Regions from separate parts of the Macaca mulatta genome. Here region 2 is linked to region 1. Evidence: chromatin contacts called from public Hi-C data. All regions are on one chromosome and are shown on one strand. The core of a region is the stretch at or near the end of the contact, and the rest is flanking DNA. Distances in the headings are between cores, read along the strand shown. Region 1 holds the start of ZNF248 (zinc finger protein 248). Region 2 holds the start of LOC701129.

Region 1 (2,700 bases), core at 128-2,627:
AGGTCAGACAATGCAAAAAACCTCTAAAAAAAGGGATGCGGTGTTTAACCAAGTTTAAAAATGTTCTAACTTGCTAACAATTCCTCAAAAGGATCTTTTAATGAGAAACTGTGACATAGAGCAACAAAATAGGAAGCAGTGGCTAGGGAAACTGCAGACTTGACTTCTAATCTCAGTCTGCCTCTAACGAATGACAAGATCTGAACTAGTCACCTCCTCAAACTCAGTTTTGTTTTCCCGTTTTCAAATAAGATCAAAACAGATAACCCAAGTAGGACCTGCCTGCACTACCATCCGGCGGGGTATCAGGCCAGGAGAGGAGGAAGCTCAGCAGTTCATCTGGATGTGCCGGGTGTTCGCGGAGGGGTGATGACAGCATTTCCTTCGCTGTGGCCGTGAGCCTTTCACCCGTCCCTACCCTCAGACTCTCCAGAGGTGACACTCCTGTTAGCCTGCGCGCCCACCCCTCAACTCCAGCTCACCTCTCTCTTCTTAAACTTGTCCCAGACCTTGCACCGGCACACAGACTCCGACGGCTTCAGGATACTGTGCCATGATTACACATAATACATAAACGAACGCGCAACGTGTAAATAATTACTTGGGATACGAGGGCGGTCAGAGCCAGAAGGGGCCCTGGTGGGCAGCTAGGCCAGCCCCTTTGCTCCTGCACTCCACCCGCAGAGGCCCTGGGGCCGGTGCAGGCGGACTCTCCCAGGAAACGCACACCCAGTAAATACAGCACCTAAACAACGAAAGTGCTCAAAACAACCCAAGGCGGCAAGTATTCCAGATATCCGCAATTTACAGAGAGGAAAACCGAGTCTCCCGTGGGTAATTGTGTCTAATTCATTTGTCGCGCACCCGGCGCAGTCGTTCTCCCCCGCAGCCCCGCCCCCTCCCCGCGGGCCCAGCGCACAAAAAGCACACACGCAGATATCAAACGCCATGCGCACGCGCACGGCAAACGTCACACGCTACGCACGCGGGCTGTTCCCCCCGCCCCCCGGAGCCAGTTCCCTCCCCTTCGGGCTAACGCGCACTATCCATTCGCTGCTACAAGACTCAGCTGGAGGCCAGGCGCAGGGACTTGACGCATAAGGACCCCCGCGAGCCCCGGAACTCACGTTCCCACGCCAGACCTCATCCTTTTATGATAGAGACGCCCTTGCCCCACGGTCCCTTCAACGCCGCAGGCGCCAGGGATCCCTCCCCACCTTCGAGCTATAGCCGCTGCCCGCCCGCCTTTGGGGCAGCGCGGGGACCCCCTGGCCCTCGCCCAGTACTCCGGGGCTCACCCGCCGCTTCTCGCCGCGTGGACCCGGAGGCGAGGGGTTTCCCACAACGGACTGGAGGCCGAGGAAGGACACGCCAGAAGGGGAAGGCGGGGATGCACATGCGCAGAGGGAGCGGCCGAGCGCCCGAGTTAGGCTGGTGGCTGCGGGGCATGGAAGCGGCGCTACCTCCTAGAAGCGAAGCCCCAGGAGGCTGTTGGTCTGCTCTGGCCGCAGCCCTCAATTGTAAAATGAGGCTAATGATAGTGCCTAGCTAGTAGGAGTTTTATGAGAATTGGAGGCGCTTACGTTGTAAAAGCACTTAAACCGGTGTCTGACACATACATTGTTCAGTATATTTTTCAAGATTCCCCATTTTGTATCATGCTGGTCATCATAAATGAGGCTTTCCTACAAAACAGCCTTGTTTAGTGGGTTGAGAGATTACTGTCTCAGTTACCCACTCTTGCTTGGAACCAGGATTCTGTCAGTACCCCCAGAGGTTGTGGATCAAACCAATGTGCCTTTTAGACACAAGCCAGGAGAAGGAAAGGTGTGCTTGAATTCATTCACGAACATGCATGTTAATGTTTAACTGAAAGACTAGAAGAGAATAACGTCTGTGACCAGTATGGTTATTCTCTGGAATAAGGAAAAATAGAAGCTAGCAATTCAAGACCCAAACATAAAATTGTTTATATGTTTAAAAAAAAAAAAAAAAAAAAGCTGTTTGAGTAACGTATTTGAAGAAAAAGCACGCTCTTATTTTACCCAAAACTACGCATACATTCTTTCATGTGCATATCTGGCATTTTCAGCACACTATGAGCATATGGGTGTGTTACAACTTTTCATTTAAAAAATCAACTCCTTGGTCATTGTCCATTTTTTTAAAACTTTTCATTTGCTCATAATTTCAGATTTACAGAAGAGTTGCAAAGATAGTTCCCATATGCCTTTCACCCAGATTCTATTAGCGTTAGTATTTTACATGACCATGGTATATTTATCAAACTAAGAAAATACCACGGGTATAAACTGCAGAGTTTATTCAGACTTAAGCAGTTCTTCCACTAATGCCCTTTTTCTGTTCCAGCATCCAATCAAGGATATTGTTACCGGGGGTCCTTGCTCCCAGAGCGCCCAAGATGGTGCTTGGCCACTTCCAAGATGGTGGCAAACCTCGTGTTCTCTGACCTGGGTTTCTTTGCCTCACAGATTCCAAGGAATGGAATCTTAGGCTATGCAGTGAGTGTTATAGCTCTATTAGAAGCCGTGGGTCATGGAAGAGAACTGAAACCCAGTGACTAGTGTTCAGCTCCATTAGGACAAACCCGGGACTTAGCTGTGCAGAAACAATGGCAAACCTTTAGCCAGACTGGAGCAGCAGTGGGCGCCTCGCTGGATCAGGAGCACAGCAGATGAC
Region 2 (2,700 bases), core at 100-2,599, 110 kb after region 1:
TAATTACCCTGATTTTATCATGACATATTGTATGCATATATCAAAATATCACACGTACCCCATAAATATGTATATTATGTACCAAAAAAAAAAAAAAAAAACGAAAATAAGCAGCAAAAACCACTTCCAGCTAGCATGGTGCTTACAAAATGCCTAAGCTCAGTTATCAGCCAATGAGAGGCATTATCATATCACCACCATAAAATGGGGGAACTGATGAACTGCAGTCTTCATCTTTAAAAAAATTCTTTGTCCCATTTCCTGTCTTTAGAAACTAGCCTCTGGGCTGGATGGGATTCCCCGCTTCTCCTGTAAAATGCAAAATTGAGCCCTCAAATTGTGGTTTCAATTTACACGTTTCACAGTCCTCTGAGAAGACACTAAGGTTGGAGGATGCAGGAAGGCCTTAAATAATTAACCTTTTGACTCAAGGGCTCTGAAGATTCCCCCAAGCATTTTTGGAAACACAACACTACGTGGTTAAGACTGGGTTCAAGTACACTCCACAGCTACGTTCTGGTGGTGCTCAAGGGACAAATGTTGTGCTAAATACAAGCCAAGACTGGATTTTAGTGTGGGAAGGCGCATGAATTCAGAGGAAAAAGTGAGGATTTACAACCCACCTGCTAATACTGTGGGTAAAATAATTTCTCTCTCTGAATCTTTAGTAGTCACATTTATTTAAACGGAGGTGGTTCAGTCGAAAGGATGGTTACGATGATTAAATGAGCCAATAATGAAAACAACATGTCTTGTAATAATAGAAGCAGCTCACCTTTATTGAGTCCTGTATCATACTTTACATCTACTACCCTATTCAGTACCCAAAGGCCCCCATCATTTGCCAAATGGGCGTCCAGCCGCAGCGGGACCACCTACAGAGGCTGTACCGGAGCCCACGTCCCTGTGGCTTTCGAGCGCCGAGTCTGCAGCGGCCAGCGCGCCTGACGTGGCAGCTCCGGTCACGTCACACAATGTGGCTACTCCAGGCGCCCGCTGCCCGGCCACCGCAGGCCTTCTCTGGCCACCCCTCAAGCAGGTCGCGCAAACGCCATTCCGGGCAGGAGCGCCAGCGCAGATGGCCAACCTCCCCGCCAGGCCGCTCCCACCCGGGACCCTCCGCGGAGGCCGCTCCGGGGCCAGGAGGCGGCTTCCAGGCTCGAGACCCCGCCTCCCGGGCCCTGCCCGCCCGCAAAAGCCTTCGACACACCTGCAGGGTCTCGGCCTCTGCTCCTGGCCAGCGCCGGGCCCAGGCCCCGCCCTTTGCGGCCCAGCCGAGACCCGGAGGCAGCGGAGTCCTCTCCCCACCCTAGGGCGTAAGACAAAAACGCCGACGCCAGAAAGGAGACGGCACTGCACATGCGCAGAACGTTTCCCGAGCCCTGCTCCAGAACTACGCTTCCCAGAAGGCCCGGCTGCGACTCCATCTTGGATGACGTCGTGAGGCGCGGCCTCCTCCAGGGTCCTGAGTGTTTGCGGTCGGGTTTCCTGGGGCTGGCGCTGGCTTCGCTCGGTGATGGCGGAGAGCTGAACCTTCGCACGTCCGCGCTTGAAGACAGAAGGCTACCGTGAGGTGCCCCAAGGAACACTGATGGGCAGTTTTGTTAAAGTGGTTGAACTCCGTGGGTACAAAAGTACATGGAGTAATGAAGGGTAATGCCGTGTAACCGCTTCTTCTTAGGAATGCTAGCTTTCACAATTGTGCAAACGATACGCAAAACGTAATAAACTACAAAATATGTATAAGCTAAAATAAAACGAGTGTACCACTTCCCAAAAGCAAAATTGCTTAGTGTTAGGTGTACATCCTTCTCATGAATTTACACAAATTTTAACCTAATGGTATAGAGTATCATGACTATCATTTCACTAAGGAATATATATAACCATCCCTCCTTATCCCGGGGGTCCTTATCTATGGATTCAACTAAGCTCGGAATGAAAATACTTAAAAATTCAATCTTACTGAGGATGTACAAACTTTTCCCCTTGTCATTATACCCTAAACAATACAATACAACTTTACATAGTATTTGCACTGTGTTAGGTTTACAATTAATCTACACATAATTTAAAGTATCCTGGAGGAGGTGTGTAAGTTATGCAAATACCAGGTTATTTTCTACCAGAGACTTGAACATCCCTGGATTTGAGTAATCCAGGGAGGTCCTGGAACTAATCACCCACGGATACAGAGAGAGGACTTGGCTGTATATGTAAAACAAATTATGTATTTCCTGGTCAATAACTTTATTACATTAAAACAAGTAGAATCATCTAGGGAAAAAAACCATATATTGTCATGTGTATAAACACAAATGTATATACATATACAAAATATGCACACATAATACACACACACACACACACACACACACACACCCCACTTTTCTGGTTGGGAGGTATTGAGGAAATAATTTAAAATAAAGCCTCTTGCCAACCCAGAAAATTATCTCCACAGATGGAGAAAAGAACAAAACAGTTACATTATTGAATAAACATTAAACCAGACTGCAATGTGCGTCACAGGCAACCCACTAATGATTTTATGAAGACAAGAAGAACTATCATTTTTTATATTAGCAGGTCTGGTACAACGCATTCCATTTTCTCAAGGTAAAAGATAACTTGTCCTCAAGACGACTGTATGACACCATTTGCTATGCATAATTCATCTGAAATTCACCTGATAATTAGGGT

What was found. Hi-C and Micro-C count contacts between places; a contact is called where the count stands out from the background.
Region 2: a Hi-C map of fetal cortex germinal zone shows a contact between it and region 1, with 2.7 times the contacts expected there. The contact joins the promoter of LOC701129 here to the promoter of ZNF248 in region 1. A contact is called at or near these places in 5 of 14 Hi-C or Micro-C datasets (CD4 T cells, blood, fetal cortex germinal zone and 2 more).

Annotation. Positions count from the first base shown.
Region 1 is chr9:53,235,310-53,238,009 of T2T-MMU8v2.0, forward strand. ZNF248 (zinc finger protein 248) reads right to left here and starts at 1,378. Exons shown (of 4, transcript XM_077946261.1): 1 at 1,299-1,378.
Region 2 is chr9:53,348,655-53,351,354 of T2T-MMU8v2.0, forward strand. LOC701129 reads right to left here and starts at 1,350. Exons shown (of 7, transcript XM_077946268.1): 1 at 776-1,350.